4 separate regions of the Mus musculus genome follow, and regions 1, 3 and 4 are each linked to region 2. A link is a contact called in public HiChIP or PLAC-seq and promoter capture Hi-C data. All regions are on one chromosome and are shown on one strand. Each heading gives the region's core, a stretch centred on a gene start, on an enhancer-like site or on the middle of the called end of the contact. The rest is flanking DNA. Distances are from core to core; before and after follow the strand shown. Region 1 overlaps Ftsj1 (FtsJ RNA methyltransferase homolog 1 (E. coli)). Region 2 has its middle 25 kb from the start of Suv39h1. Region 3 holds the start of Pcsk1n (proprotein convertase subtilisin/kexin type 1 inhibitor). Region 4 holds the start of Timm17b (translocase of inner mitochondrial membrane 17b).

What was found. Promoter capture Hi-C pulls out the DNA fragments that hold promoters and counts their contacts. HiChIP or PLAC-seq counts read pairs in DNA pulled down with a chosen protein or histone mark.
Region 1: a contact with region 2 is called in an H3K27ac HiChIP or PLAC-seq map of embryonic stem cells, with 3 times the contacts expected there. The contact joins two enhancer-like sites. A contact is called at or near these places in 2 of 39 promoter capture datasets (the HPC-7 cell line and pre-B cells), 1 of 115 datasets of contacts at active chromatin or transcription factors (embryonic stem cells) and 1 of 9 other capture datasets (liver).
Region 3: a contact with region 2 is called in an H3K4me3 HiChIP or PLAC-seq map of embryonic stem cells, with 5 times the contacts expected there. The contact joins the promoter of Pcsk1n here to the enhancer-like site in region 2. A contact is called at or near these places in 5 of 39 promoter capture datasets (the HPC-7 cell line, frontonasal cranial neural crest, hematopoietic stem and progenitor cells and 2 more), 2 of 484 Hi-C or Micro-C datasets (bone marrow-derived macrophages and embryonic fibroblasts), 11 of 115 datasets of contacts at active chromatin or transcription factors (effector CD8 T cells, embryonic forebrain, embryonic stem cells and 3 more) and 4 of 9 other capture datasets (adipose tissue, liver, macrophages and 1 more).
Region 4: a contact with region 2 is called in a promoter capture Hi-C map of embryonic stem cells. The contact joins the promoter of Timm17b here to the enhancer-like site in region 2. A contact is called at or near these places in 10 of 39 promoter capture datasets (the C10 cell line, the HPC-7 cell line, cranial neural crest and 7 more), 3 of 484 Hi-C or Micro-C datasets (bone marrow-derived macrophages, embryonic fibroblasts and nephron progenitors), 14 of 115 datasets of contacts at active chromatin or transcription factors (the SCID.adh cell line, T-cell acute lymphoblastic leukemia, embryonic stem cells and 6 more) and 4 of 9 other capture datasets (adipose tissue, liver, macrophages and 1 more).

Annotation. Positions count from the first base shown.
Region 1 is chrX:8,237,540-8,243,455 of GRCm38.p6, forward strand. Ftsj1 (FtsJ RNA methyltransferase homolog 1 (E. coli)) reads right to left here. Exons shown (of 13, transcript NM_001290430.1): 13 at 1,129-3,291. Among named protein-coding and RNA genes, the nearest start is that of Ftsj1, 12 kb to the right of the region's middle. Within about 2 kb of position 1,497, at least 53 of the 459 cell types and tissues checked have an H3K27ac peak or open chromatin away from gene starts, as enhancers often do. A contact at or near this core is called in embryonic stem cells, where this site is marked.
Region 2 is chrX:8,047,268-8,053,187 of GRCm38.p6, forward strand. It overlaps the pseudogene Gm7079. Among named protein-coding and RNA genes, the nearest start is that of Suv39h1, 25 kb to the right of the region's middle. Within about 2 kb of position 3,669, at least 8 of the 459 cell types and tissues checked have an H3K27ac peak or open chromatin away from gene starts, as enhancers often do. A contact at or near this core is called in embryonic stem cells, where this site is marked.
Region 3 is chrX:7,918,428-7,923,801 of GRCm38.p6, forward strand. It overlaps Pcsk1n (proprotein convertase subtilisin/kexin type 1 inhibitor), which reads left to right and starts at 1,395. Exons shown (of 3, transcript NM_013892.3): 1 at 1,395-1,617; 2 at 3,621-4,087; 3 at 4,481-5,374. The coding sequence starts at 1,504. The coding sequence ends at 4,676.
Region 4 is chrX:7,895,341-7,901,402 of GRCm38.p6, forward strand. Timm17b (translocase of inner mitochondrial membrane 17b) reads left to right here and starts at 3,996. Exons shown (of 6, transcript NM_011591.5): 1 at 3,996-4,129; 2 at 5,621-5,720. The coding sequence starts at 4,104. Pqbp1 (polyglutamine binding protein 1) reads right to left here and starts at 3,660. Exons shown (of 7, transcript NM_019478.4): 1 at 3,431-3,660; 2 at 3,211-3,296; 3 at 961-1,072; 4 at 653-765; 5 at 264-542. The coding sequence starts at 3,277.

The DNA of each region.
Region 1 (5,916 bases), core at 247-2,746, 190 kb after region 2:
AAATCTTTGGGCTGGAGCGAGCAGAGGTCCTCAGTTCAATTCCCAGCAACCACAAGATGGTTCACAATCATCTGTACAGCTACAGTGTACTCATATACATAAAAATAAATAAATCTTAAAAAATTATCTCTCTTTACAGCTGAATAAAAATCTATTGTATAAATATACTACCATTTTCTTGCTATTATGAATACAGAGCAGCCCGAATATGGAGGGTGCACACCTTTAATCCCAGCACTTGGGAGACATGCAGGTGGAGCTCTGTGAGTTCGAGACCAGCCTGGTCCATAGATTGAATTCCAGGACAGCCAGGTCTGCACAGAGACTCTGTCTCAAGAAACCAAACAAAGGAAATACAAATGGCCAATAATCTTTCAGTTTGCTTGTTTTATTTTATTGAGACAGGATTTCTCTGTGTAGCATTGGCTGTCCTGAAACTTGCTCTGTAGACCAGGCTAGTCTCCAAATCACAGAGATCTGCAGGCTCCCAAGAGCTAGGCTTAACAGTGAGCCCTGCCACCACCCAGGTATTAACTCTATGTGAAGTATATAGCTGGCAAAAATTGTCTCCCACTGTATACAGAATGTCTGTTCACTCTGCTGGAGCACAGAAGCCCTTTAATTCTAAGTAATCCAATCTACCCAGTCTTTAAAGATGTATTTCACTTATATGTGTGTGTTTTTTCTGTCTGTTTTATATACTACATGTAATATCTGGTGCTCAAGGAGGTCAGAAGAAAGCATCAGACCTGGAGCTGGAGTTATGGGTGTTTTTCAGATACCTTGAGAGTGTTGGAAATTGAACCCAGGTCTTCTGCAAGAACAACAAATGCTCTTTTTTTTTTTTTTTTTTAAATTTTTATTTTTTTTATTTTATTTTTTTTAAGATTTATTTATTTATTATATGTAAGTACACTGTAGCTGTCCTCAGACACTCCAGAAGAGGGAGTCAGATCTCCTTACGGATGGTTGTGAGCCACCATGTGGTTGCTGGGATTTGAACTCCTGACCTTCAGAAGAGCAGTCGGGTGCTCTTACCCACTGAGCCATCTCACCAGCCCCAACAAATGCTCTTAAAGTGGAGCCATCTCTCCAGATTCTCAATTCTTGAGCTTTTTTTTTTTTTGTGCTATTGGGTTCCATTCAGGCATTTCTTGCTCCTCCTATAGGCCCTCTCTGATCTCATGTCGCACCACTGGTCCTCAGGTTGACTGTTCCAGCTCCATCCCTCATCTCTGCGTGCTGCTCATGGAATAGGGCAAGCACAAGGTTTCCCCTTCCTTTGCCTGGATCACTTGCCCCACCGATACAACTCCTAAGAGTCAAAGCCCAGAACAGGGACACTTGTGGAGCTCTTTCCCGGGCACTGCGGAGTTGCTGTGGCAATGGGTGTGGGCGTAGAAGCATCTGTGATTGAATGCCCTTCCTGTGGACCCTCCAGACATGCATTCCTGAGGTCAGATAGCCTGGGCTGTGGACATTCCTGTGGTCACATTGATTGGAATGAAAATCATCATCTTGGATTAAACCATTGTAGTGTGAACACCTCTAGACAGAGTGGGGTGCAGACATTCCGGGCATCACAGAGAGAGGCGTGGTCAGAGACCAAAGTGCAGGCGCACAGGAATACGAGGGTTTGTAAAGACATTGGATTAGGCCACAGAAGACGGCACCCTGTAGCTTAGGGCGTGCATGTCAGCTGCTGCCTGTCGGGCTCTAGGGAGACTAGAAAACAAGTCTCCCTCCCACACCCGCTTATACTGGTAGTGCTGGGCATACAATTCAAGGACTTGTACATGTTAGCTAAGCGTGAAGAAAAGACTGTCAACCTAAAAAACTTTGGTCTGGTAAAATCAGGCATCGCGAAACATGCCTTTAATGTGGACTTGGGAGGTACGGATGGGAGGGAGAATCTCTGTTTCTTTGTTTTTTTTTTTTTGTTTTTTTTTTGTTTTGTTTTTTTGTTTTTTGAGACAGGGTTTCTCTGTGTAGCCCTGGCTGTCCTGGAACTCACTTTGTAGACCAGGCTGGCCTCAAACTCAGAAATCTGCCTGCCGAGTACTGGGATTAAAGGCGTGCGCCACCACGCTCAGCTTGGATCTGTATTTCAATGTCATTCTTGGGTATACAGTGAGTTTGAGGCCAGCCTTGGCTACATGAGACCCTTTCTCAACAAAATAAAGCAAAACTAGAGCAAAAATTGTTTGAGAAATCCTTTGGAAATCTGGGATTATAGTACTACTACATTTGGCTTCACCTTTTGTTTTGCTTTGTTTTGTTTTTGAAAAGGGCCTAGCTATACTGTCCACATTGGCCTTGCAGTTCTAGGCTTGAGGGTTTTCATTTTAGGCACCCAAGTAGCTAGGACTATAGGTGGTGGTAGTACTACATCCAACTATCAGGCTTTGTGTGTGTGCTAGTGAAATTGGAACCCAGGGCCTTATGCATACGAGGCAAGGACCTACCTACCGCATCCGCATCCTCAGCCCATCACAGGACGTCTTTGAAGGCACACCTGCATATGCACACAAACACGTCTGAATGATGAGGAAAGCAGACTATGCTGAAATACAGTTATCACCTTACATTTGAATAAAACTGGAAGACAGTAGCTAGGTTTGGTGGCACAGGCCTGTAATCTCAGCACTCAGGGAACTGACACAGGAGGATTTTGAGTTTTAAGGGCGGTGTAGCCTATATGGGAGGATGTCTTACAAATACCTGCCCAGCCAATCACCCAATTGGGATGCGGTAATAGATGAGATGTCTAATTATAGGATTAATTTATAAAATCAACTATCATTCAAAGTGGTGAGAAATATGAGCAGTATTTCAGATGTCTGTGAACTGTCATATAAAAAAGTAAGCAACGTGCATATGTAGGGTTTTTCCTGTTTTGATTTATTGCCAATATTTGTTAACTGGGACTAAAGCTGAACTTCCGTCATAGTGACAACATTCACGCTTTCCTCCATCATGTTTGGTGGAGGTTGCTGACGTTTGACCATAGGAAGAACCAGTGCTTTGGGGGAATTCCTGGGCCTTCTAGGACATTCCAGGAGAGGTTTGGAGAAGAGGAATGTGCTCACAGTCTCAACAAATCCTTCCTGCAGTTCTGAGGACTTCTTCACCATTTCTTTGTCATGATGGAGGTGTTATAGATTCTCACTCTAGGTCGGTCTGTTCAGTCCCCATAGATGACATCTGCAAACAAACTCATCAAGCCAGCTTCTAGTTGTCTTGGCAGGCAGCAGCTTTTGGGCTGTATTAGTTTGATTTTTCCTGCAAACTCTAACATAAAGGGAAATGTATATATATATTTAAAAAAACCCACACGTGTCAAAGGTTAACTACAAGTAGTACTTCATTCTCATTGCTGTGTAGCTCCTCACTGTGACCAGGCAAGGACTGAACAGGAGGGCCATAGGCATTCAGGAACTAATTTGTTGGGCTGGAGAGGTGGCTCAGCGGTTAAGAGCACTGACTGCTCTTCCAGAGGTCCTGAGTTCAATTCTCAGCAACGACATGGTGGCTCACAACCACCTGTAATGGGGTCTGATTCTTCTGATGTGTCTGAAGAGAGCTACAGTGTACTCATGTACATAAAATAAATAAATAATATAAAAAGGGGAAAACCCCTCAATTTTAAAAGAACTAATTTGTCTAAAAATTTTCTTTTACAGTTATTTATTTTGTATACGTGTGCAAGTGCCGACAACAATGCTGGGGAGTCAGTTCTCCTTCTACTGTATGGGTTACAAGGATTAAACTGGTTGGCCATTGGGCTTGGCAGGGAGTCTTTTCCTTCTACTTCATCTCTGGATCCTTCCCCGGGCAAGCCCCATCACTGACATACAGCCCACCCGCTTTGGAGTTTGGTTTGTTTTTGTTTTGCTTAAGACGGGGTCTTACTATGTAGCCTAGGCTGGACTGTCGCTTATGTACTAGGGTCAAAGGCCTGTGTCACCACACCTGGCCTGCTTCAGTTTAAAAAAAAAGATTTTATTTATGTTCATTTTATGTGTATGACTGTCTTGCCTCCATACATGTATGTAAATGCATTTCATGTGTGCTTGGTAAATATGGAGGGCAGAAGAAAGCACCTGATATCCTGGAATCAGAATTACAGACAGTTGTGAGCTGCCATGTGGTGCTGGGCACTGCACCCTGATTGTCTGAATGGGCAGCAAGTGATCTTAACCACTGAGCTGTCTTTCTAATTAAGTTTTTTTTGTTTTTGAGATTACTTGTTTAATTATTTTATGTGCATGGGTGTTTTGCCTTGCATATCTGTGTACCATGTTGTGCCTGGTGCATTAGGTAGGTGTGAGCCCCTGGGTTTCATTCTGTAGCCCTGGTTGTCCTGAATTTACTATATAGACCAGGCTGGCCTTGAACTCAGAGATCCGCCTGCCTCTGCCACCTGGGTGCTGGGATCAAAGGTGTGTACCGCCATCCCTGGTCGGTGTCTCAATTTTTTGTTGGTTTTTATTTTTTAGTAGATTTATTTATTTATTTTTATATGAGTACACTGTAGCTGTCTTCAGACACACTAGAAGAGGGAATTGGATCCCATTACAGATGGTACTGAGCCACCATGTGGTTGCTGGGAATTGGACTCAGGACCTCTGGAAGAACAGTCAGTGCTCTCAACTGCTGAGCCATCTCTCCAGCTCATGTTTCAAATTTTTAAGGTGCCCTTTATACCAGAAGACTTAAATGTGGGTAACTTGCTAAGCCATGGTCAGAAAAGGATGTCTCCTAATGGCTAGACTAAGTCCACCCTACTACAGAGCAGCTGGCTTCTTCTATTTCAGGTAGTTTTAACCTTGAATTCTGCTGTGCCCTTTTCCCTGCAATGTTCTTCCCCTAGATAAACCCACAAGTCCCCACACCTCAATCCCCTCCATGGTTTCTTTACCTCAGAAAGGTCTTTTAGAAAACATGCTTGCTGGGCAGTGGTGGCACACGCCTTTAATCCCAGCACTTGGGAGGCAGAGACAGGCGGATTTCTGAGTTCGAGGCCAGCCTGGTCTACAAAGTGAGGTCCAGGACAGCCAGGGCTATACAGAGAAACCGTGTCTCGAAAAAACAAAAAAAAAAGAAAACATGCTTTTATTTTTTATTTCCTTTTCTCACAGGATCTCTACATAGCCCTGGCTGTCAACTTGCATGTAGACTAGGCTGGCCTTGAAATAGCAATCCTGGTGCCCCTGCCTCCCACCTGCCTGGCTAGAAAAAGACTTTCAAAATTCTAAACTCCTGTCTGCATTCTCTGACTTCCTCCATTTTGTTCTACTTTTCCTGCCTTCCATAGCCAGTATTCCTTTTACATGTGCAGCCATGCATTTCAGTGACAGGGCGTCTCTGTGGGAAATACACCTTGGGTGTTTTTGTTATTGTATAAAAATAAGCCGGTATCTTAGGAGACCATTGTTTCTGTAGCACACTGTACACACAGGCAAATACAAATTACAACGTATAAATCCCGGCTCTTTGTCTCCTGCTGGTTCTCTAAACCCAGAGTGCCTGCAAAATATTCATTCAGTAAATATTTATCAACCCCCTCAACAGGTAGTAGCGAAATGCTTCAAGTTCTTCAGACGCTCTCTGCACATTCATTTACTGAGAAAAAACAAACAAACAAACAAACAAAACCAAAACCAACTTAGCAGTGGGGGCCAGGAGCTGGAAAAATGGCTCAGTGGTTAAGAGCACTGCCTATTCTTCCTGAGGTCTTGGGTTTGATTCTCAGAATCTACATGGTGGCTCACAACTACCTGTAACTCCAGTTCCAGGGGACCTGCTACCATCTTTTGGCCACCTCCATAGCTCCAACTTTGTTTTTATTGAAGATAGGGTCTCATGGAGCCCAGGCTGTCCTCTTGGACATACAACTTGGTATAGAGTTGTGGA
Region 2 (5,920 bases), core at 2,419-4,918:
TTCGGCCAGGGTTCCCGCTCTTGCCGCGTCTGCTCCAACCGCCACGGTCTGATCCGCAACTACGGGCTGAACATGTGCCGCCACTGCTTCCGGCAGTACGCGAAGGACCTAGGCTTCATAAAGTTGGACTAAGCGACCTTGAATGGATTCGACTGACTACCAAGTGGAACCGATCACGCTAGTCTTTGTGCGCAAAGGATAAAAATGTGAAGAACTTTAAAAAAAAAGTTCTAGCCCAAGTGATCGATCATAACAAGACAGACGGTACATAGACCGGATAAACACAGGGATTGGGCAATACATGCTATAGTTAACTTTTCTCAGACTAAACATTTTTCCTTGGGGCCCCAAAACAGGAATTCTTTGCTCCAATTCATCAGGAATCAAATATATATATATAAGATCCTCATCCCATCCCCTTAGTGGTGGTTTTGGTTGCTTAACGTGTTATGGTTGTTATCATCTAGGGTTTTAGGATGTTTCGCTGAATTATTGCATATTGATAAAAATTTAAGTTGGTGGTTTTTTAGTATAGAATTTAGTTTATTCAGGGCATGGGGAGGGGAGCTAAGAGAGTAGCAGAGGCAGAGAAGGGCAGAGAGAGAGAGAGAGAGAAGGGAAGGGAAGGGAAGGGAAGGGAAGGGAAGGGAAGGGAAGGGAAGGGAAGGGAAGGGAAGGGAAGGGAAGGGAAGGCCGGCCATGACCACATGGAGAGAAGGGGAAGGGAATGGGGAGCAAGGGTCAAGATGTAAGAGAGAGGCAAGAGAGCAAGAGCAAAATGTAAGTTTTTGTTCAATTATTATATATTAATAGAAATGTAAGATTGTCCTTTAATTGTATTCTATATTGATAGAAATTTAAAGTTTTTTCTTTGAATTGTTGTATATTGATAATATTTAGGGTTTTTTGTTCATTATATATTGATAGAAAGTTAAGGTTGTTTTGTTAGACTGTTTTTGACTATATTGTACATAAGCCATTCATTGAAAGTGTGATGGTTCTTATAATTATTCCTGTTATGTATAGATTGTTAATGTTAGAAAAAAGAGCAATTAGTTTTTCTTTTTTCTTTTCTTTTTTATTTATAAGAAAAGGACAATTCTTGGGCTGGAGAGATGGCTCAGTGGTTAAGAGAACTCAATGCTTTTCCAAAGGTCCTGAGTTCAAATCTCAGCATCCGCATGGTGGCTCACAACCATCTGTAATGAGATCTGACGCCCTCTTCTGGTGTGTCTGAAGACAGCTACAGTGTACTTATATATAATAAACAAATAAATCTTAAGAAAAAGAAAAGGACAATTTTTTTTTCTTGAGACAAGGTTTCTCTGTGTAGCCCTGGCTGTCCTGGAACTCACTTTGTAGACCAGGCTGGCCTTGAACTCAGAAATCCACCTGCCTCTGCCTCCCAAGTGCTGGGATTAAAGGCATACGCCACCACTATCCAGTGAAAAGGACAATTCTTAAACAGAAAGGATGTATGAAGTGAAAACGTAAGGGTTCTTTAGAGAGTCAGTTGTGTTGGATGGCGTTTTGCTAGGCAAACACAGGAAGGAGTGTTTTCCTGAGATGGACACAGGTGAAAGGCTAAGGCAGACTCATGGAGGAATGTTTCGCTGAAGCAGACACAGGTGAAAGGATATTCTGCTAAAGCAATCACGTGAAGGGGCACGTGATGAAGGATTCTTCGCTAAGGACATGCATGTATTGGTCCACCTTACTTTGTGGAGTTGAGCTCCATTAGTCAGGGCTCCATAGAGAGAAATGCACCAAAAACACTTCTGGTGGTGTGCTTTGGAAAACACTTCTGGTGGTGTGCTTTGGCTTCTAGCTGCTTCCTCGAACTCGGGTTCATTGGCAGAGTGATGTCAGCTGAGACAGAGATGGACTCAGGTGCTGAGGCAAGACCCTTGGAGGACACGTGTTGTTTGGAGGCAGTATAAAAAGGACTCCACAGCCCGTGAAAGAGGCTGAGCTAGGTTTGCTTATAGAGCTAGCTGCGCACCACTTGTTGATCTCTTTCTTGTCTTTGCTGCTCTTCACTTCTCTGAGAGAGGTACAGCTAAGAACTCCCAGCGTTCCTCCAGATCCCTCTTGCTGACTTGTGCCGAGGCTGAGGCCTGGCTGGCTCTGCTAGCTAGTGCCACCCGCTGCTGATTCCTGTTTGCTGTACCGACTCTACCGTACTGGACTGCTGGTGTATCTGTGAAGTGTTTGCGAGTGGATCACGCTGCTGCTGCTGCTGCTAACCTGGGAACTGAACTACTGATTTTCCGACAACACAGATGGAAGTTGCTCCAAAGAGCCATTTCTAAACAGGTCCACTTTCCCCATATCCTTTCTTTCCCATTACCTCTGGTTGGTGGTGGACTACAAGGGAGGTTAAAGTGTCTGAGAACCATCATTAAAAATAAGGGTTGAGGGCTGGAGAGATGGCTCAGCAGTTAAGAACACTGACTTGAGTTCAATTCCCAGCAATCACATGGTGGCTCACGACCATTTATAGTGAGATCTATTACCCTCTTCTAGTGTGCAAGCATACATGCATACAGAACATTGTATATATAATAAATAAATATGTCTTTAAAAAAATAAGGGTTGAAGTTACAGATTTGAGAAAATGCCTCTAGAAGATCAGAGTGTAAGTAAATTGATAGGGCATTTTCTTTTTTCTTTTCTTTCTTTCTTTCTTTTTTTTTTTTTTTTTGGTTTTTTGAGACAGGGTTTCTCTGTGTAGCCCTGGCTGTCCTGGAACTCACTTTGTAGACCAGGCTGGCCTTGAACTCAGAAATCCGCCTGCCTCTGCCTCCCAAGTGCTGGGATCAAAGGCGTGCGCCACCACCACCACCACCGGCGATAGGACATTTTCTTAATTAAGAAATTAATTAATGATTAATGAGGGAGGGCTCACTGTTAGTGGGGACATTCTTCGGCTACTGGTCCTGGGTTTATAAGAAAGCAGTCTGAGCAACAGTAAGCAGTAAGGAGCAAGCTAGTAAGCAGCACCTCTCCATGGCTTCTACATCAGCTCTTGCCCAGTTTGAGTTCCTGTCCTGACTTCCTTCAATGATGAGCAGTGATGTGGAAGTGTAAGTCAAACCCTTTCCTCCCAAAGTTGCTTTTGGTCATGGTGTTTCATCAGAGTAATAGTAATTCCAACTAAGATAGACAGTATCCTAGAACTGGGGTACTCTTAGCTCCTTATGAGTATATATCCCAAAATTTTAAGTTGCTTTAATCATTCTGTGTTTTTTATCAAGATGTGGGGACTGTAATGTTGTGGGGTTTTGTTTCATGATAATGTGGTATACCATACTACTTGAAGTTTGTTAAATTTGGGGGGGACTAGGGAGTCTAGGCTCTGGGGTTCATCTCTGTGGCAATTTGAATAAAAATGGCCCCCATGTGCCCATAGGGAGTGGCACTACTAAGAGGTGTGGTTTTGTTAGAGTAGGTGTGTAGCATAGTAATTCTGGGGGCTTGTCTTCCCCACTTTTGCTCTGGAGTAAGGATGGGGTTTTAGTGCACGTGCTCTAGCCCATTTTAGCTCCTGAATAAATGACACAGGAACGTAATAAATTTATTAACAAGCTGTAGGCACTCTGCTGGGCAGATTCTCCTCTATTCTAATCCTCTGAGGCTGCCTACTTCCCAGCCACATGGCCCTTTACCCACATCGGAGGCTTTCCCCACCTTGCTCTATTCCCTGTGTCCTCATGGCTGCTCTCTCATTGCACCTCAAGGTGAGTTCAACTTGTCCCTCTTTCTCTTCTTCCTCTCTCCTTTCTCTTCCTTCCCCCCTCTTTTGGCTTGGGACCCCCAGACTGGGATGGGATGTCCTGCCCAGCTATAAGCAAAATCACCTCTTTATTAATCAATACGAGCTGTGGAAAAGAATCTTTACACATTCCTGAGACTGGAGATGCTCCAAATAGCATGACAATGCTCATCTCTGGACTGCCCGGGGAGCTCTGTGCACAGCAATCAGCATCTGAATACACAGTGCACAAACCACCACCCAATATAGGTGTGGCATCTTGGGTGAAGATGTTGCTGTAGGGGCAAGTTTTGAGGTCTCAAATGCTTTTTTTTGTTTGTTTGTTTGTTTTTGTTTTTGTTTTTGTTTTGTTTTGTTTTGTTTTTTTCGAGACAGGGTTTCTCTGTGTAGCCCTGGCTGTCCTGGAACTCACTCTGTAGACCAGGCTGGCCTCGAACTCAGAAATCCACCTGCCTCTGCCTCTCAAGTGCTGGGATTAAAGGTGTGCGCCACCACGCCCAGCAAGTGCTCAAACTTTGATAAGGTTGTAGAACTCTCCCCTCAGCTCCTCTAGTACCACATCTGCCAAACGCCGGCCACCATGCTTCCTGCCATATGGACTAAACTCTTGAAACTGTAAGTCAGCCCCAATCTTTTCCTTTATAAAAGCTCCTTTATAAAAGTTTATAAATGTGGAGGCTGGAGAGAAGGCTTAGAGGTTAAGAGCACTGATTGCTCTTCCAGAGGTCCTGAGTTTAATTCCCAGCAACCACATGGTGGCTCACAACCATCTGTAATGGGATCTGATGCCCTCTTCTGGTGTGTCTGAAGACAGCCACAGTGTAGTTCTATATCTATATAAAATAAAATCTTTTTTTTTTTTTTTTTTGGTTTCTCGAGACAGGGTTTCTCTGTATAGCCCTGGCTGTCCTGGAACTCACTCTGTAGACCAGGCTGGCCTCGTCTAAAGGCATGCGCCACCATCGCCAGCTTAAAATAAATCTTAAAAAAACAAAAGAAAACAGTCCTTTCCTTGTACCTTGCCTTTGGTGACTAGTGCTGTCCCTTTGGCCCCTGCTATTCTTGGGGTCTAACTAGAAAAACAAACCTTTGATGGTATTAAGAAGAGTATGTCTTCAGAGCTCTGCCTTGTGGAGGACTAGAGTTCTTTGGTTTTATTTGTTTGTTTTTAAGACAGGGTTTCTCTGTATAACTACCCTGGCTTTCCTGGAAGACTGGCTTTGTAGACTAGGCTGGCCTTGGGCTCGCAGAGTTCCACCTCCTGAGTGCTGAGATTAAGCCTCCACACCCGTAGAGGACTAGGTTTTAAACAACAAAGCCACTTCCAACACTTCAATTTATTTGAGCCTTAGAATCCTTTTCTCAACACTTAGTCAAAAGATACCAAGCTCCTCCAGTTCCTCCTCAGTAGGCTATCATCTCTGGGCCAACCAATCAAATCAACTCTTGGCACCTTTTAATACTGAGCTTCGATATTAAACCTAGAATCTCTGCATAGAGGGCCCATACTGATAAACTCAGCCTGATCCAGGTTCATGTTCTGTCCACCATTACCTATGCTCAGACCGCTGCTTGAATGAAATTAGCAAATCTCTTAAGTTCTTTCTTGGTGTCCTCCACCTCCCTGAGGACCTCACTTTCTCACATCTAGGCCCTTGTTACAGGTCTAGAGGCAGTGGTGAACAAAACATAGAGACATCTGCCTGATTGTCTCCTTCAAGGAAAGTCACTCCTGGCTCCATTGGGGCGGGGGGTGCAGTGGAGAGGAAAGGCCATATACATCCTCTGCTTGGGTCTGTTTTTCAGCAACTTGGGCTCTGTGGCAGCTGGAGAGATTTTTTCTTCCAGGACTCACTTTCTGATTGTTTCTGTGCATCTTGAGTTGGCTACTTTTATCAGTGAGCTCATTGTTTTCCTCTGTATTTTATCCAGAGACACCAGCATCAATATTGTCTTTGCCTTCCTAGGAAGTCTTTGCTCTGAGGAGGTCTATCAGGAATATCAAAGGATTTACTTTGCATAGCCTCGCCCTCTCCATGTTCTGCAGGGAAGGTTCCTTGAGTTGGAGAAAGAGCTCTAGATACCACAGCACCCACTAGAGAAATTCATCTTCAGGATTCTGTTTCTCCAGAACTTCTGGTACTG
Region 3 (5,374 bases), core at 145-2,644, 130 kb before region 2:
CCCGCTCTACCTCTCCTGATTGAGACATTATCTAGCTGCTAGATATCCTTGAACGCCCTGTGTGGCCCAAACTGACCTTAAACTTATGACCCTCCTGCCTCTGCCTCCTGGTACCAAGGAAGGTTACAGGAATGTGCCAACCATTCCTGGGTTGGGGACGTTTTGTCTCTTCCTATGGTGGTGGCATGGAACTCGTGTTTATGCTTTACCGCAGAGCTTGGGCTTCTCTCTCCAGCCCCCTTCCCTCTTGCCCCACTGGGGATTCGTGCTGGGCAAGACCCCTTTGATGGAGCTACCCACTCAAATCCCCCTTTTCACTTTTGATTTTGCGATAGGATCTCATTACATTGTACAGGCTGGCCTTAAACTATTTGTGTGTTTTTGCTGGTCTAGAGCCTGCTTTGTGTGGGGCACAGCATTTTATGACTTTAATCCCAGCCCTCAGGAGGCAGATCTGCACATCTCTGTCAATTCAAGGCTAGCCTAGATTACATAGTAAGTTCTTGGACAGCCACGGGGCTATGTAGAGAACTGTTCAAAGGAAAAAAGAAGGCTACATCATAGATGAGGGCTGCACTGCCACACCCAGTTTATGGGGTGCCCAGAATCAAACCTAGGGCTTTGTATATGCTAGGCAAAAACTGTACCAGATGAACTACATCCCTAGACTGTTGAACTAGATGTAGTCCAGACAGGCCTTGAAGTGGAGAACCTTCTTCTTTAGCCTCCCAAGTGGTTGGGGATGGCAAGCCTGTGCCACTAGGCCTGGCTCTTTCAACCTTTTGTTGTATCATTTAAAAAACATTTACATATTTGTTGTGTGTGAGTAGGGGTGCACAATTGCCACAGAATACCTGTGGAAACGAGAGCACAGTGAGAGAAATGAAATGAAGGGAGCATTTAGTAAGCTCCTACTTAATATCACGCCTGTAGATCTTTAAGTGTCATTCTGAGGTTGCAGTTGTTAGTAATAGCTTTATTCTGGCATGAGGCTAATCCATAGCAATATGAACTGAGCTGCCAGTGGCCATGTCATCTGGGTTCATTTCTCTGTGAACATCGTGGTCCACAGCATGCAGCCAGTAATTGTTTATCCATCAAACAAGAGTATAGTCTGTTGTCTCCCCAAGGACAGAGACCAGAGCCTGATTTCAGCCCACTGAGTCAATTTCCCTTGTCTGTCTGGTAATTCAACAGCAAGGTCTATTGCCCTAGCAACTGCCCTTATACTGCCATGGCAACCGCCAGTGCAGACTTCTGTTCTCCACTTTGCCCCTTGGACATCTCCATGGCGATGCGCAGGATGAAGAGAAGGCCAGAGCCCTAATTCTGCGCCTGCGTACAGTAGGAGACAGTGGGGCGGGAGTGGGGGGGACGGGGACGCGGGGAGGGGGCAGGCTCCTGGATGTGCGCAGCCGCAGAGCGCTGCTGCTGTGCCTAATACCCATCGCTGCGCACTTGACAGCCAGTCCGCCCGTCCGGAGCCCGGCTCGTTGGGGCAGCATGGCGGGGTCGCCGCTGCTCTGCGGGCCGCGGGCCGGGGGCGTCGGCATTTTGGTGCTGCTGCTCTTGGGCCTTCTGAGGCTGCCCCCCACCCTGTCAGCGAGGCCCGTGAAGGTGCGACCTCAGTCAGCAGGGGGTGGGGGTGGGGTGGGGAGGAAGATGGGGGAAAGTGTTAATGAGGTATTTTCACAGGTATGCGCATAGGGCTTGGCTAGGGTGACCTGGCCTGCAGCTGACAGCCCCGCGCAGGCCAGGGGCAGTTTCAGGATGTGAGGATGATGTTGTTCAGGGCGCCCTGCCCATCCCTCAGCATCTGGGGCCTGGTTTAATCTCGATCCACGGGTGGCCCGTGGAGCTGTCCGTGGCACTAGGGTGTATTCAGAAAAGATATCTAAGCCTGTGATGTGATGACCGAAGTGTATAGGCATTGTTTCTTTTCAGTGTGACCTTTGGTTTGACTGCCCCTGAATGCCCTACAATACTAGGGATGCTTCTGGTTGACTTTTTGCGGGCCTGGTTGCTTTCTTAGTGGTACAGTGTGTATATTTGTGAATTCTTATGGGTGGTGACGTAGTATATGGGCGTATCTTTCTGTGTACTTGTGTGTTTCTGTGTTCATTTGTTTTTATTTTAGAAGGAGTGGTCCTTGTACCTTGGGGTACATATTTCATGGTGGCTTGGGTAAACTGAGTACTTGGGTTCTTCTACGTGCATCCACGAGACAGTTTCCTTTTTTTTCTTCTTCTTCTTTGTGGAGCTGTGTCATTGCAGGGAAAGAAGCCATGATGTCTCTGCATTGTGTTTTTAAAGACGATGCATGTCCTTGGTTGGCTCAGGTAGAGTAACTGAAGATCATTTCGCCAACAGGAATGTACACACAGGCACGAAAAAAAGACCACTTCTCGCAGTGGATATGGCAGTGTTGGGTTAAAATGTGTGACATTTTAAGGGCTGTGTGTGTGTGTGTGTGTGTGTGTAGGGATTGCTGGTGGGTGATTTCCCCGGCGCTGAGAGTGGTGGGTGCTGATCAAGGGCACGTGGAGCAGCTTGCTCCTCTACCTCTTCAAAGCTGTTGAGAGATCAGAGGAGAATTTTTAAAACCATTTGATAGCCTCGCGCCCCCCATAGGCATTACCTTCTATTTTCCACCCATTGAGTCCGTTCTTTGCTTTGCAGCTCATCTTTAAACGACCCATTGTTTCATTCCTCCTGCTTCTGGAACATCCGAGAAATGCAATCAAGCTAGGCATCTGCTTCCTGATGGTCACTAGGGGTCACTAAGAAGTCCTTGGCTTTGATAGACTTAGGTCATCTGCAGTGGGATTCTAGAATTTGCCTTTGTGTGTGTGTGTGAGATTCATTTATATTGAAGTGTACAGTTATAGTTAATTTATTGGTGCGCATTATCATCTTCCATGTGTGTATCATGAGTATCCTACTAAGTCATTGTTTATTTCCGTGCTGTTCTTTCCTTCACCCCACCCCCTACTTTTATGCTGTTATAAAAATGCTGCTGTGATGTTTCAAGAATTTACATCCTGCAGGCTGACTGTAACACCCAACCCATTCTTCTCTTGAGACACAGGCAATTTCTCTTTCAAAATGATTTTTGCAAAATTTTGTTTTGTTTCTTGAGGTAGGATTTCTCTCTGTAGTCCAGGCTGCCCTGGAGCTCCCTTTGTAGAGGAGGCTGGCCTGAAACTCAGGGATCTGCCTGCGTAGGCTGGGAATTAAAGGCGTGAACTCTCCCACACCTGGCTTATTTTTGCAAGTTTAATTTCCAACAGAGAAATGTTATAGTGTTATTCCAAACCTGGCACCTGCCCCAACCCCCCCCCCAAAAAAAACGAAGAAGAGAAAAGAAACTAACGGTAACAGCATAGCATCCAGAGGATTCAGGACAAGTTTTGAGATTGTGTGAATCCTAGAGGTGTTCTAGTGGTCTGAAGTGCCCTTGGAGATATTTAGGGGTTTCCCGGGACCTTAGACACGATAGGAATTTTGGAGGGGCCCAGTGAATGAGGTGGTCATTGAAAATCCATGGAGCCCCACCCCTAGTTGTGCATCTCTGGCCAGACAATGACGATATTTTTTTCCTTCACCCCATCTTCTCACAGGAGCCCCGCAGTCTGAGCGCAGCATCCGCGCCCTTGGTTGAGACGAGCACTCCCCTCCGCTTGCGTCGGGCCGTGCCCCGAGGAGAGGCGGCGGGTGCGGTGCAGGAGCTGGCGCGGGCGCTGGCGCACCTGCTGGAGGCCGAGAGACAGGAACGCGCGCGTGCTGAGGCGCAGGAGGCTGAGGATCAGCAGGCGCGTGTCCTGGCGCAGCTGCTGCGCGCCTGGGGCTCTCCGCGTGCCTCGGACCCGCCCTTGGCCCCCGACGATGACCCGGACGCTCCAGCTGCACAGCTCGCCCGTGCTCTGCTCCGAGCTCGCCTAGACCCGGCCGCCCTGGCAGCCCAACTTGTCCCCGCCCCTGCCGCTGCGCCGCGACCCCGGCCCCCAGTGTATGATGATGGCCCCACTGGCCCAGACGTCGAGGATGCCGGCGACGAGACTCCTGACGTGGACCCTGAGCTGCTGAGGTGCGGGGACCAAGGGGGAGGGAGGGCAAGGGCAGAGGGCTTCATGCACTGGGGGTAAAATCACTACTAAAGTGCTGCGCTGGAGCCTGAGAAGTGAGGTCGCGGGTCCTGAGTACAAGGGGACGGAAGCCCAGGGACCCCTGACTGGTGGGACAATGCAGGAGTAAGGGCTCCCCGGAGTGGTGGTGGATCGGTTTCTGCAGGAAGTGGTCCTGGTGGTGGGCAGTTTCTGGAATGGAAGGCCGGGACCTCTGACTTCCTCGGAAAGTAGTGGTGAGTTCCGCAGGCTCGAGTGAGGGTTACAAGCCATACGGAATTAGAAAATTGCCTTGTCCGGGTTCTGAACCACAGCGATGGCAAATACATCCTGACCGCATTCCGCAATCCTTGCAGGTACTTGCTAGGGCGGATCCTCACCGGAAGTTCGGAGCCAGAGGCTGCTCCTGCCCCGCGCCGCCTCCGCCGATCTGTGGACCAGGATTTGGGTCCCGAGGTGCCCCCTGAGAACGTACTGGGGGCTCTGCTACGCGTCAAACGCCTGGAGAACCCCTCGCCCCAGGCGCCGGCACGCCGCCTCCTGCCTCCCTGAGCGCTGCTGCATCCTGCACGCCCTGGAACCCAGGAGCGCCCCAGCAACCCTGACTCCCTGCCAGCACGTCCAAGGCTGCTTACCCCAGCAACCTCCCATCCCCTGAGCCCTCAATAAATGCCATCTGTAGCAGCTGTTTGTCTGAGCGCCCTGTACTAGGGGGCCGGTGGGCTGGGTGACAATGATAATGGAATAGTGGCTGTCCTACTGAGGACAGCACAGTACTGTTTGGGACCTGTACTGGTAAGGAATACATGCCTGCTTCCTCTGGACTTTGCGGGTCTCACCGGGTGCCTGGGCTACCCTTCTAGGCTTCACTGAGGCGGGTTCCCTGGGAGGCTCTGAGGTTACTTTCAGCGTCTGCCAGGGGTCCACAGCACTTAGCCAAGGGGCTATGGATTCACTCGTGGTCTGCCAGGACCAGGCTTGTTGTGAGGGCCCCAGGTGGATCACAGACATCCAGCACTGTATCAGCAACTGCCAAGCACTGCTTACACGGGGCTCTGAATATTCACTCCAACCATTGCCTTTGCCCTGGCCACTTGTTCTATTCTCAGTATGTGCAAGTTTTTGCACTTCATAGTCCTTTCTTACCCTTCCTGTCACTGTCTTGTGTTGGACAAGGAAGGAGGTTGTTTTGTTTGTTTTGAGGTGTATCCAAAGCACGGTTGGGCAGTTTCTCAAGGCTTTTTTTTTTC
Region 4 (6,062 bases), core at 2,746-5,245, 150 kb before region 2:
GGCATGAACTAGACATTCTGTGCCCTGGTACCTCATTTGACTCATGTAAGTCCCAAACTCATGTGCTTACCTTTCTTTCTTTCTCTTTATTTTTTTTTTTTTTTTTTTTTTTTGGTTTCTGAGACAGGGTTTCTCTGTGTAGCCCTGGCTGTCCTGGAACTCACTCTGTAGACCAGGCTGGCCTCGAACTCAGAAATCCACCTCCCTCTGCCTCCCAAGAGCTGGGATTAAAGGCATGCACCACCTCGTCCGGCTGTGCTTACCTTTCTTGTTCTTGGGGTAAGGAGCCAGTTCCTCTCTGCGATGGTGGCGTCGGTCTTTGCCCTCTTCCCGGTCTGCCTTGTCAAATGCCCGCTCTCGTTCCCTGTCCCGATCTCTCTCTCTATCCACTTTGTCGTAGTTGCGCTCTCGTTCTCTGTCATTCTTCTCGTGGTTTCGGTCTGCCTTCTCGTGGCTCCTGTCTGGCTTCTCATGACTACGATCTGACTTCTCATGATTTCTGTCCACCTTTTCAAGATTCCGGTCCGACTTGTCCTCAGCATCTATGGTAACACACAAATCCTGAAGCCTCTCTCTTACACATATGGTCTCTCTTCAGCCTCTCTCCGAGACTGCAAGAATCACTAAAGCATCCCTGCATCTGCCAACTCACCTGCATTATTGTTCCTGACTTTCTTGGCGGATTTGGTAACGACAAAGTTAGGATCATGTGGTGAGAGCCACGACACAAGGTCTGTCTCCACATTCCAATAGTAAGGGAGTCCGCTGTGGGCAGTGAGAGGGAGGGAGTGTCAGCTCAGATGTCCCTTATACCACCTGTCACCTCAACCTGCGTCCAGATCTGCTTCATGGTCCCACATGCACATCTCGTCCCTCTCGACCCACAGTAAGAGAGAACACAGGAAGGGCAAGGCCACCATGTTGTCCATGAAGTCCATCCCACCATGTTGGTAGGCTCACCAAGAAGGGTCAAACACCTTGTACCAGCTCGGTGGCAGACCCTCTATCCGGGTGGCCTCATAGTCAACAGGATCATCATCGTAGTCTTCAGCAATAATCTCTTCCTCTGGCTCTGGAAGAATGGGGAAGGAGAAAAGCAGTTGAATTACCCGATAGTGATGGTGTGTGTGTGGGGGTTCTCCTCCTATTCTCAGGCATGGAGACATGACTGACCACTCACATCTACACCACCATGCAGGGAAGACAGAAGTACATGCTCAGCGTTGATAATCTTCAAAAATTTGATATCCAATCAATTCCTGAGTTCAGATACCATGTGGCATTGTATTATCCCAACGTATTTCAATGAAATGGCTTGGAACAGTAGGGGGGTTGCCTAAAATAATGGCTAATCTATCCATATCCTGAACTTCAATGGGTTTCTGGCTCATGAATATTGGATAACAAGGAATTGATGTAAACATTGCTTTGACTCTATTCCTAGGGGCGGATATACAGCAAGCTTGCAGCAGACATCTAGTGATAGTAGAATAAAGATGGTGTCTCTTATCAGCCCAGTGCCTGGCCATCAGTAAGCACATAACAGATTTAAGCTCTGGGTATAATTAACAATAAAATGCATGTGCCTACAACATCATAGTGACACCAAAAGAGATGTCAGGTATGATTGTCCATATTGCTAATAAACACTATCAGCAGTGGGCTCAGTACTCAAAAAGATTTAAAAGAAACACTAATGATATGGGGTTTGCCTGAAGCCCTGGATTCATATCCTAACACCCCCAAGAAAACAAATATCAGTGGTCATTATTAGTACTGTTAGGCACAAAGTCTATGTCTGGCACAAAGTAGTCTTGTAATAGATGTCAGTTGTCCATACAATAATATGATGTACTTTTCCAGTGCCTAGCACACCATATAGGTCAAAACTCATGCCCCACTTTATTACTATTGGCAATAATGTATAATTAGCACCTAGTAATACAGTAAATCTTATTAAGAGATCATCTTTTTTTTAAAGATTTATTTATTTATTTATTATATGTAAGTACACTGTAGCTGTCTTCAGACACTCCAGAAGAGGACATCAGATCTCATTACAGATGGTTGTGAGCCACCATGTGATTGCTGAGATTTGAACTCAGGACCTTCAGAAGAGCAGTCAGTGCTCTTAACTGCTGAGCCATCTCTCCAGCCCCCAGATCATCTTTTTTGACTGTTAGCATATCATACGTGCCAGGCACTTAGGCAGCCTTAAATAAATGTTAATGGTTATGGTGCCCATCACCCAAGTACCTCTGCTGAGGTAAACATAGAGCATCAGCATCCTGTCACTGTATTTGGCACATAGGAGACTGCAGGATAGATCAGATGCCTTTTTGGACCCTTAATCCTAGCATTAGGAAAGCGGAGACAGGCAGATCTTGATGAATGCAAAGCCAGCCTGATATACAGAATGGGTCCCAGGCCTGCCAGAAGTACAGAATGAGACCATGTCTCAAACATTAATTAGTTAAATACCATGCAGTCATGGGTTTATTTTACTTATTTTCTGATACACACACATATATATACACATATATACATGTGTACATACACACACAGACACATGTATATCTGGCCTAGAATTCAGTATGTAAACCAGGCTGTCTCCTGTGATCCCTTTTACCTGCCCCAGCCATGCTGGGGACTACAGATGAATGCCACCATACTTATGTCTATTTGTTTTTTATTTTTTGAAGACTGGGTCTTGCCAAATTGCCATGTCTGGCCTTGACCTCCTGGACTCAAGCCATGTTTGTAGCTCAGCCTCCTTAGTACCTGAGATATTTGTACCTGCCACCGTGTCCACTTGATTCATGACTTAAATTAAAGCTATCCCTCCAGCCTTACACTTCACACAGCACCCACCAACCACGAAGAAGTAATGAATATCAGAAAAAATTATATTGACAACGAGATGCCTGCCAGGCCATGCAAGATACCAAGTATCAAAACCAAGGTGCCAGTCAAGGAGATATACTTCAATAGAGCGCATCCAAGAGCTCTGGTCTAACCCCAGCAGTACAAGGGGGCGGGGGAAGATGCACACTAGGACGGCAGAAGATGGCAGAGCACTTACTTAGCAAACACCTAGGTTCGACAGGGGCGGGAGGGGGCGGAGAAAAGGGGGAATAAAGAATAGAATAAACAGCAGAACGTCTATTAACACTGGCACATGATAGATGCATCTGCTTTTAGTTTTCTCACCCGGCTCCAGATGTTTGAGGATGCCCCTCTTCGCCAAGCGGGTCTGCAGCGCAACAGGAAGCGGCATAGTGGGTAGCTGACCAGACCTAGAAACAGACAAGACAGTACTGAAGGGCAGATCTGATTAACATTTCAATCTGGATAGCCAGTAACCACGCGTGTGTTCACACACACACACACACACACACACACACACACACACACACACACACACACACACCTACGTAACTGCAACAGTAGCTGGAAGAGAACAAAAATGCGTGCTAAAAGATAAAAGAGATATGTAGCAATATGGCCAGAATTAGGATCAGCAGAACTCTCCGGACCCAGGCACTGGAGACCGGATGGACCAAAGACCCAGTTCCTCTCTAGACCAAGGCTCCACCCATCACCCAAGGGACCAAGTGCCACACACCCGCAACCCAGAAATGGGATCACCCAACGTTCCTCAAAGTCCGCACGGTGGGCGGAACCAAGGCGCTAGGATGGGGGAGATACAATGCCAACGCCATCTCCAGCTTTAAAAGAAAGCTTACACCCCAGCCTTACCAGTACAACTGTGCGATTAGTCAAAGTCTATCTCCTTACCCTCCTCTCCCTCATTGGCACAGTGCTTACCAACACCGAAGGGCTCTTGGTTTAAAGCACAACAGGCTCCTCGACTCTCCCCAGGTGCAATTAACTGGTCGCATCCGACGCTTACATGGAACGGATGTGGCCCTTCTGGCTAGCCAATAAGAGCGCGCCGTTGGCCTTACGTAAGCAGAGAAGAACCAATTGTTCCCTTGGTCTACGTACAGCGCCTCAGAGCTTGTGGGCGTTTCGGAGCGGGAGGGGGACGGGGGGAGTGTCTCGCCCGCGCCACCGACTGCGCCAGGCCGGACTCTGGCGCCATGGAGGAGTACGCTCGCGAACCTTGGTACGGCGATGGGCACAGGCTTCGGGACAGTCCGCGCGACGCTCAGGCGGACAACGGGAGGCGGGCGGGGAAGGCAGGGGCTGCAGTGTCAAGTCCCTGACCCGGGAGGCTCGGAAACTTCACTGCCTCTGCGCATCCGGCATGGCCCCTCCCACTCGGACTTCGTCAAAAAACCGCCACCGTGGAGTGTCCCAGTATGTGCGGTGTGGGACAAACTATCGCACTGTTGCCCTGGCTCTTCTCCTAGACCCCCTTTGTGAGCCAAAAGAGAAACGCTGGGCAGATCCATTCCGGCGGTGAGGGAGGAGAGGCGTGGAGCCAATATCCACAGGGTTTCTTCGTGTCGCTTTTCTCAGGCTGGCTTTTGACATAGGATAGGGCATGTGTGAACTCACTGTGGGCTAAGCCAGATGGCACCTGGCTTTTCCGCACGGTCTTTTGATTTGTCCGATTTAGGTTTTAAAAGGACACAAGGGTTTCTCTGGACGTGCTTTTTGTGTCGAACCGAGTGTCAGTCACCCTGTTTATATTTTACTTAAATAACGTTTGCTAGTTAACACTATTGAAGCCTGACACGACAACTCCCCCCCCCCCCTCCCAGACACGGTTACTCTGTGGTGTAGCCCTGGCTGTCCTGGAACTCACTCTGTAGTCTTGAACTAAGAAATCCTCCTGCCTCTGCCCCCCAAGTTCTGGGATTAAAGGCGTGAACCACCCCTGCCAGGCACATGACAACTCTTACTGATTTTTGATAGTAACAAAAACCATTTTGTTTTTGGCTCCTGGTTCTAGGATTTGAGGGACTCTGTTCTTCAAATCTAGTTTCACGTAGAACTCTCTGAGAATACTGTATTGTCAGAAACAGTCATAGGGGCTCAGTGGTAGAGTAGTTGATTTAAGCAAGAGACAGATTGTGGGGGACAGGGGACCTAGATTCCAAAGCCATTTGATTTTTGATAATGACAAAAACAGTTGTATTGACGCTTGCTTGTAATCAAGAGCACTGCTCTGCCAGTAGTAAACCCATCGTTGCAAGGCTATGTGGTGAGACACCTCCCCCATCCCAAATTGTTTTCTCACTTTTGTACCACAGATAGATTTACAAACCTTTTCTTTTGGGGTTTGTTTGTTTTGAGACAGTATCTCACTATAGAACCCTGGCTGGCCTCGAACTGACTAGACTAGGCTGACCTCTGACCTCAGAGTGCTGGTATTAAAAGGCACAAACTTTCTTTGTGGGACAGGGTCTCCATTTAGAGCCCAAGTTGGACTGCCAACTTGTGATCCTCCTGTCTCAGCCTTCCAAGTGTTGATCACAGGTGTGCAGAAACACATCTGGTTTTCCTTTCTGGCTTTCTGGGGAATATAAAAAGTGTCAGAACTAATTTGTTGTCATCTAAGGTGTTCTGCATCAGTCCTGAGCTTCCCTGTTTGGTTCTCCAAGCAGGGCAGGGTCTCACATTAACCCAATCTTTTCCTTCCTGCTTGCAGCCCATGGCGAATTGTGGATGATTGCGGTGGAGCTTTCACCATGGGTGTCATTGGTGGTGGAGTCTTCCAGGCTATCAAGGGCTTCCGCAATGCCCCTGTTGTGAGTTGGGCCTTCCTCCAGTGGTGTGGGAATCTGCGGTCTTGCTGACATAGGAGTACTGCTCTGAGCATACTGAACATTCTGTTGATTGTTCACCTACTGTGTGTTGGGCCTGGCTTCTGGATTTAGGGTTTGAGGGATTCTGTTCTTCAACTATCCAGCTAGAACTCTGGAAATACTGTACTGTCAGAAACAGTCTTAGGGGCTAGAAGTATTTAGCTCAGTGGTAGAACAGTTGATTTAAGCAAGTGGGTGGGTGTGTATGTGTGTGTGGGGTGCCCACAGTTCCATCCTTAGAATTAGAATAAAAAGAAAAGGGTTAGCATCAAATTTTCAATGTGT